Regions from separate parts of the Mus musculus genome. Here region 1 is linked to region 2. Evidence: chromatin contacts called from public HiChIP or PLAC-seq data. All regions are on one chromosome and are shown on one strand. The core of a region is the stretch at or near the end of the contact, and the rest is flanking DNA. Distances in the headings are between cores, read along the strand shown.

The links. HiChIP or PLAC-seq counts read pairs in DNA pulled down with a chosen protein or histone mark.
Region 1: a contact with region 2 is called in an H3K27ac HiChIP or PLAC-seq map of embryonic stem cells, with 4 times the contacts expected there. The contact joins two enhancer-like sites. A contact is called at or near these places in 1 of 484 Hi-C or Micro-C datasets (trophoblast stem cells) and 4 of 115 datasets of contacts at active chromatin or transcription factors (all in embryonic stem cells).

What each region holds. Positions count from the first base shown.
Region 1 is chr1:105,489,883-105,493,940 of GRCm38.p6, reverse strand. No RefSeq gene overlaps it. Among named protein-coding and RNA genes, the nearest start is that of Gm28403, 58 kb to the right of the region's middle. Within about 2 kb of position 2,175, at least 12 of the 459 cell types and tissues checked have an H3K27ac peak or open chromatin away from gene starts, as enhancers often do. A contact at or near this core is called in embryonic stem cells, where this site is marked.
Region 2 is chr1:105,068,736-105,072,910 of GRCm38.p6, reverse strand. No RefSeq gene overlaps it. Among named protein-coding and RNA genes, the nearest start is that of Gm29012, 46 kb to the left of the region's middle. Within about 2 kb of position 1,585, at least 9 of the 459 cell types and tissues checked have an H3K27ac peak or open chromatin away from gene starts, as enhancers often do. A contact at or near this core is called in embryonic stem cells, where this site is marked.

The sequences.
Region 1 (4,058 bases), core at 926-3,425, 420 kb before region 2:
AGAGCAGTGGTTCTCAACCTGTGAGTCACAACCCCTTTGGAAGGAGCTCTAATGACCTTTTCATAGGGGTCACACATCATATATCCTGTGTATCAGACAGTTACATTATGATTCATAACAATAGCAAAATTACCCATATGAGGTAGCAGTGCAATTAATTGTATGGTGGAGGTCCCCCCTGTTATGATCTTGGACACCATGCAGCTTCAGAAGGACTACACCAGGCCCAAGAGTTCCACGTGAGGTTTATTGGGAGAGAAAGAGACAAGGTGGTGGCAGAAAGAAAAAGTGGGAAAGGGCTGGAGAGATGGCTTAGCGGGTAAGAGCACTGACTGCTCTTCCAGAGGTCCTGAGTTCAAATCCTCAGCAACCACATGATGGCTCACAACCATCCATAATGAGATCTGACGCCCTCTTCTGGGAATATGGTGGCTGTTGCCTTGGCAACAGGTCTGCTGGTCCTGCCTATGTGATGTCATGGGTTTCGGAGGTCCTGATACCAACAACCACAACATAAGGAATTGTATTAAAGAATTGCAGCATTAATAAGGCTGAGAACCACTGACAATTCCCCATTGATTCCCAAGTGATACTGGTTTGTGTCAAGCCAACAACCATTCAAACCATTCATGTCACAGCATATACACTGTTTCGGAGGTTCCTAAGGTTCTCACCCACTTAGACTAGACAACATTTCTCCATTCCTATGTCCTCTCTGGCGTATGTATGTTTCTAACCCAAAAACATACATAAGCCACACATTTTCCAAAATTTACATTTCACACATATATTACTTTTCGTGCTATGCTGGTTCCCTGACTGTAACTAACCAGCAGCATAGGTTCATGTAGGAATTTTGTGTATCTTTAAAGGGCTCTTTGATTCTAACAGGCACGGAGCCCTTTTGCAAGCTTAATCCGCAGTTTAATTATGCCATCTCTGTGTCCTCCTCAGCGCTCTGGGTCCCTTCCTCTCAATTCTTCCTTTCCCCAGTTGCTTCCTGTCACCCCAACAGCTTCAAAATGAAACTCCAACTGTAAAACAAATGAAGCAAAGGCAGGGACAGAATGAATCATGAACATATGGGAGTAGTTTTGTTTGAAAGCAAATCAGCGTTCTTTGCAAACAAGCAGTGGCCATATGCAGCAGGGTGGGCGTAGAGGAGTTTTAAAATATGAGTGGTAAACTGTGATAAGTGTCTGAGATACAAAGCTCACTAATGACTCATTCGATGGTAAAAATGAAGTCTCCATGGAGATAGGTGTTTATAATCATTTCTTGCTTTATTGGGGTTTTAAAAAAACATTTAGGGTGTGTGTGTGCGTGTGTGTGTGTGTGTGTGTGTGTGTGTGTGTGTGTGTGTGTGTGTGTATGATTGCACTTGTGCCATTATTCATGTATGGAGGCAAGAGAATAACCACTATGATGGCTCCTGGGATCAAAATTGAATTTTTTAGGTTCGGTGTCATGTGTCTTTGCCCATTGGGCCATTTTTCTGGCTCCCCTACCTCACCTTTTAAAAGAAGGGTTACAGATATTCATGCGTTTTCTCTTGTCTACATTCTTTAAACTATAACCATTGACCTTCAAAGTCAATTTTTTTAAAAATGCGTTTCATGCTAAGAAACTTATTTTGTGGCCCCAAAACATACATACACCACAAATTTTCCAAAATTCACATTTCACACATTTATTACTTTTCATGCTATGTTGGGTCCAGCATGGCCTTGGTGGGGACAGAATGTCATGGTTCCTGCCCCTAGTACAGGGCCATCAAAAAGGGCATCCCACAAGTGTTGATGGCTGCCATAGGCATAAGGCTTGTTTGTATAATAATGTAGATATTTTCAAGGTCCTCAGAGGAAGGTCCTCCCTGTTAATGACTCGATGATAATCAGAGACAGCTGGAGTCTGGGAGGCGAAGGTGTGGCTAGTGTCCCAGAAAAATGGTAAACACTGGGACCTTCAGGACAGCTCTTAAGGCTGTGGAAAAGGACTCTGAAAACATCAGTTTGAAAATATATAATTTCTCAGCTATGCAAAAATATAAAGACACAATATGAATTGTATAAGGAGTTTCACAGATCTAAAGAAGCAGAGGCAGCTATACTATGTGCCAGCCTGTCAGAAAGATACAAAGAGAGGCAGCTACAAATACAGGCAGATTCCCGAGTTCAAGGTCATCCTAGGACAGAGTGAATTTAGGTCCAGGTGTGGTAGGAATGGTAGGTAATCTTAGGGCAAAGTCCCACCTAGCTAAATTTACAAAAGCAGGCAGATCTCTGAATTCTTTTGCCAAGTTAAAAAAAAAAAGGCTTACTATCTCTGAAGAATTGAGGACCTGGGGTCACCTGATGCTGATTCATAGGATAATCAAAAGGGAACCTGAAATAAATAACTGAATTGATATGTAAATAAAAAAACCTGGGGTTTTGGTTTGCTTGAGCTGGGCTAGCAGAAACCAATAACAGTTCTTTAGAATTGTTTTCCTTAGTAAGAGCTGAGCTGTCTGGAGATTTCTAAAGAGCAGGGAACAGTTCTTTAAGCTTTCTTTTCTAACAGGATTTCTTGGTCAGAAATCTCAAGAATTACTTAGAAAACTAACACAACTCTAAAACTCTAGAGTGTTTTCTAGCAGCTATCCAGACAAGGCTGTCTGAAGAGTGAACATAGCTCTTCTAGAATTTTTTTTCTGGCTTTTGGATTTTGAATGGAAAACCCAAGAATTACTTTTAGAATTTTCCTAACAGGATTTCTGTTCTGGGATTTGTATCTATTAATAAAATGTGGATTAATACCTAAGAAAAGGAAGGAAGGAAGGAAGGAAGGAAGGAAGGAAGGAAGGAAGGAAGAAACAAAGAAAGATGAAACAAACAAAAAAAGGTTTCACCTTGTTTTTTTTTTTAAGATTTATTTATTTATTATAAGTGCACTGTAACTGTCTTCAGACACTCCAGAGGAGGGTGCCAGATCTCATTATAGATGGTTGTCAGCCACCATGTGGTTGCTGGGATTTGAACTCAGGACCTTCAGAAGAGAAGTAAGTGCTCTTAACTGCTGAGCCATCTCTCCAGCCCAAGGTTTCACCTTGTATTCTTGGCTGACTCACTATGTAGATTATACTGGCCTCAAAATATAGAGCTCCTGCTGCCTCTGCTTAATAAATGCTGGGATTGTGTTCATGTGCCTCCTCATCAGAACTTAATTCTTTTAAGTCAAATGATCTCTAAGTAGTAGCCTACAGGAACTGAAAATTCTTGTCATGTATTATGTGAGAGAGAGAGAGAGAGAGAGAGAGAGAGAGAGAGAAAGAGAGAGAGAGGGAGAGGGAGAGAGGAAGAAGGAGGAGGAGGAAGGAAGAGAGAAAAGAGAAGAGAAGAGAAGAGGAGAGGAGAGGAGGGGAGGGGAGGAGAGGGAGAGGAGGGGAGAGGGGGAAGGGGAGGAGAGGGAGAGGAGGGGAGAGGGGGAGGGGGAGAGGGAGAGGGAAGAGGCCATAAAATCATGGCCATGAGGGCTGGCCTCATCTCTAGCTCCACACAAAGGGCCAAACAGGTGCTGAAGCTTGCCTGCAATCCCAGCATATAATTTCTGGAGGCAAGATTGCTGGAGCAAGCTGGCTGGCTGGACTGTTTGAATTGGTAAGTTCTAGGTTCAAGTGAGCTAGCTGCCCAGCCTCAGGTAATTTGAAAGAGATATGCATCCCAAGGCTCTGGCATCTGAACACTTTGCTCCCTGTTGGTGTCATCCTTTGGGGGAACCTTGCTGGAAGAGGTATGTCACTGGGAGAAGGAGGCTTTGAAGTTCCAAAGCCTTATGCCATTTCTACTTCTCCTTCTCTAAGTCAGAAGACTTAAGCTTTAAGACTTAAGACATTAAGCTCCCAGTTTCCTGTTCCTGCCACCATCTACCTCGACTCCAGCATCATGGATTCTGGCCTCTTTGGACCTGTAAGTCTCCCAAATCTTTCTCTTTGATTAAGTTTCGTTGTTTGCAATATTTCATTACAGCAACAGAAAAGGAACTAATGTCTTGCCTCATCAAGTATGATGGAGACTGAT
Region 2 (4,175 bases), core at 336-2,835:
ATAGATAGATAGATAGATAGATAGATAGATAGATAGATAGATAGATAGACAGAGTCCTGAAGTAGGGAACTGGTTTTTTTTGTTTTGTTTTTATGGCTGAGGAATCTGGCTTTTCAGTGATCAGTGTTTTAAAGGAACATGTCAGGTCTAAAAATAGCAATAATATATTTATCTGAAAAGGAAATGCAGATGCTGGCTCCATAAGTCCAGGTTTGAATGGACTTTCAATAAGTTTCCTTCTAAAAAGAAAGGTCCCACCCGGCTCAAGTTTCCTGTCTATTTTCCTACTGTAACCCTTTGTTATAGTTAATTTTGATTGTCAACCTAACAGGATCTAGAAACTAATAAGAGTCACTCTGGGTGGGTCTGTGAAGTATTTTGAGAAAGTCAACCCCCCTTCGCGGTGGGAAACCTTTGCCTTTAGTGAGTGGTCAGGATATAAAAAGTTCCTGAGGACAGAACAGTCCAGCCTTCCTCTGCCTCTGTCAAATGCAATCTCTTGTAGATGTCGCTGTGCTTGCTGTGATTCTCCGCTGATGAAAGATTCAAATTTCTTTAGATCTACAACAGGAATTGAAGATCAATAATTCTCAAGGGATCTCCCATGCCCCAAATGAGACTACTAAGGCATCCAGATTAAAATGAGAAACTTCAGGGCTTTCAGACTCTAATGCGCAAACAACCATTGCCAGGCCTGTTAAAAATGTGAAAAGTTCTGATACATTAAATCACAATATTAAGCCTTTACTGGACATTAACAGGAATTTATGCAAAGAAAAAGCAATTTCTATTTTTCAAACTTATGGTATTACAACTTTATTTTCAAGTAAATTTTAATTTATTCTGAAAATTTTATACATGTATATAATGTATTTTGATTAGAATTATCTTCTACTTCCTTCTCTTTCCCCTTCGTCTCTTTTCCCCTCCATCTCTCATCTCCCTCCCTCTCTTATCTCCCTCTCTTCTTATCTCCCCCCATCTCCCTCTCAGTCCTTCTGAAAACAGTTGTCTTCTGTGATGGTTTGAATAAGAATGACCACACAGAGTCATAGATTTGAATGCTTACGTACCAAGTCTGGTTTGGCCACTTAACAGACAGCATGCCATGTTTCCTACCCCTGGAGGAGAGCTAGGGGGTTGTGGGCCTCCACAAATATTCATGATTCCTGTGGGCATAAGGATTATTGGTATAATAATGTACATAATTTCATGTTCCTCCTTTAGGGAATGCTTCCTCTGTTAAAGTTAATGACTCCATGCTATATAGACAGCATGGGTCTAAGAGGCAAGGGTATGTTTATGTCTCAGCAAAAATGTTAAATGCATTCAGGATACTCAGGACAGCTTTTAAGGCTGTGGGAAAGAACTCTAAAAACATGAATTCAAGAATATATAATTTCTCAACTATGCAAAATATAAGTAGCAATATGAATTGTATAAGGAGCTTCACAAAATTCAAAAAAAATAGCTTGTCAGAAAGACAATGTGGAAGGCTTCGATAAAGAGATCTAGGGAGTGGTGATTGAAGGGTAAGATTCCAAGTTCAGCAGATTGGGACAGAGAGAGTTTAGGTCCAGGCCTAGGCATGTTAGGAATGGTAATTTCAGGGTTGGGTTCCACTCACCTATCTTATTGTCTGTACTTGACAAAGGAAGTCAGATCTCTGAATTCATTTGCAATGCAAAAATACGTGCTTGTTGTCTCTTCTAAGAATCCAGGTGCAGGGGAGATGGGATGCTGATTCAAGGGATAATCAAAAGGGATTGAATTGTTAAGTAATTAAAGACTTTTGATCTCCAAGAGATGAGTTATTCAGAGAGTTTTTTAGCGTTGTAAGGAAAAGCTGGGTGGATGGAGAGAGAGAGAGAGAGAGAGAGAGAGAGAGAGAGAGAGAGAGAGAGAGAGAGACTGTCTGGAAAGCTTTCTTAAGCAGAACATAGGCTGTCAGCTTGTAACCCACAATTTGACTTTGAGTTATTCTTTTTGCCTCTCTCAGACACTCCTTCCTCAGAATGTCTCTACAAGCTGAGGCTGATTCTTAACACTTAAGGACTAGCACTATTTGAAAGGATTAGGAGGTATGTCCTTGTTGGAGGAAGTGTGTCACTGGGAGGGGTGTGTCTGGAACTTTGAGGGTTCAGAAGCCCTAGGGAGGCTCAGTCTTTCTTCTTCTCTGCTGCTTGTAGATCCAGGATCCAGAGCTCTCAACTTCTTTAGCACCACATCTCCTGCATGCTGCTGTGTTCCCTGTTATGAAGACAACGGACTAAATTTCTGAAACCATAAGCCAGTCCCAGTTAAATACTTTAATATATAAGAGTTGCCATGGTCATGATCATGGTGTGTCTCCTCCTTTTATGTTCTGTGAAAAAATGATTCACCAAGTTCAATTAGGGCTTCTTGAATGAGTATGGATGTGAGGTTATTACTGGATCATAGGAAAGTTTTTACCAGAGGTACCATCACCAAAGCAGCAGCTAGTGAACACACATACTCTTTAGCACGGGGTGAGGCCTCATGATCCCTTCCCTTGTACATACTGGAATGTGGATTCATTTTGTGCTCTTGTTCTTCAAGCCACCATAGCTGATGTGAGTTTGTGAGTGGAACAGCCATGCTGTGTTCAGAAAATAACATTTCACAGCATGACCCCATATATTTCACAGAATGCCCCCATATCTCCTGGCTTTTACATCCTTCCTGTTCCTCTCCCATGATGCTCTTGGAGACTTTGAGAACCAGTACTAGTTTATAGCTGTAAACATAAAATATTTATAAATAAATGTTCAGAAGGCATTTCAACTATATGTCTATTTAGCAAAAACAACAGTGGCAATCCACCCTGCCTCCCCTCTCCCCCCGTCCTCTGTCCCCACTCCCCACCCCTTGCTTCCTACCTTGGGCTTATAACCTCCCAATCCACTGGGTTTGGACCAAGTTTCTAGTACCAGACATAAATTCCCTCCTGAGAAGCAGGCTTCAAATCCAGTCAGAAAGTAGTTGAGTACCCTCCATAAGATTCACGTTTTTATAGCCCTAATCTGCACATCTTGCATGACATGTCAGTATTGTAGCATGAACCTACCTGCTTTCTTGAAGGCTGGATTTTGTCTCTTCTCTAGCTTTCTCCTCCTAGCAGTTACCAAGATCGAAAGCAGCCTGTCTCTCCTCTGGTTTTACTCTCAAACACAAATACATACACACACACACACACACACACACACACACACACACACACACTGTACACACACACATACACACTGGATGCTAGGACCTGAACTAAGGTGCTCCAGAGAGCAGCAAGCACTCATACTGATGAGCCATCTCTCCAACTTCTGAATCTTTAAAACAACTTTATTTTCATTAACTAAACTAAGAACCCCAAAATGAAACCCTAATTTCCCCAGCACATAGCAAACCAAGTGTGTGGCTTCCCCAAGAGTAGTGTCCTTACCAACTAGCTCTGGTGTGCAACCAGACCTTTGCTTGGGAGACCACTGGGGCCTCCTTGTCCAGACATTCATAGAGCTGTATGCCATGTCTGGCACTGATATTTTTGTTCAATAACTCATGGCTTACGAGAGTGTTATTCATCCATTAAACATATTTTTTAGCACTTATATTTTGAAGTTAGTTTATAAAGTAGTGGGTTTCCACATGCCTTTTCTTCCATTCTTCAGTTTTGGTTAACTCTCTCCTAGCCCCTCTTTTCCCCAGCTTCTCTATTCATTCTGGGACCTTAACATAGAAGCTCCTGTAACAGAAGAATATTTAAGAGGGGGAAAGCAAACTGAAATTTATTACCATATTCACTTTATGAGTTTTCAGAGACACCTAGAGTAAATGATTATACCTCGGAGGATAGTTTTGAGTTCAGGCATAAATAACACATTTAGCTGAAGCAAAGGCATTTGGGGAAGCTGGCAATGAAAGTTATTCTCAGAAATGCCTTTAAACAAGTATAAAGTTTATTATTAAGGTCCTTTGATATTGCTTTGTTAATAGAGCCCTTCTGTACTGACAAGAGTCTTCAGTGATTTAGTCACCCATTTCTTAGTAAGGACATATTGTACAATAGAAGATTTCAATCAGAAGAGATTCTCCTGTGTCTGCAGTTTCTCAAGATAATCAGGTAAAAATAATCCTTGAACCAAAGAGGCATAATTTGGGGT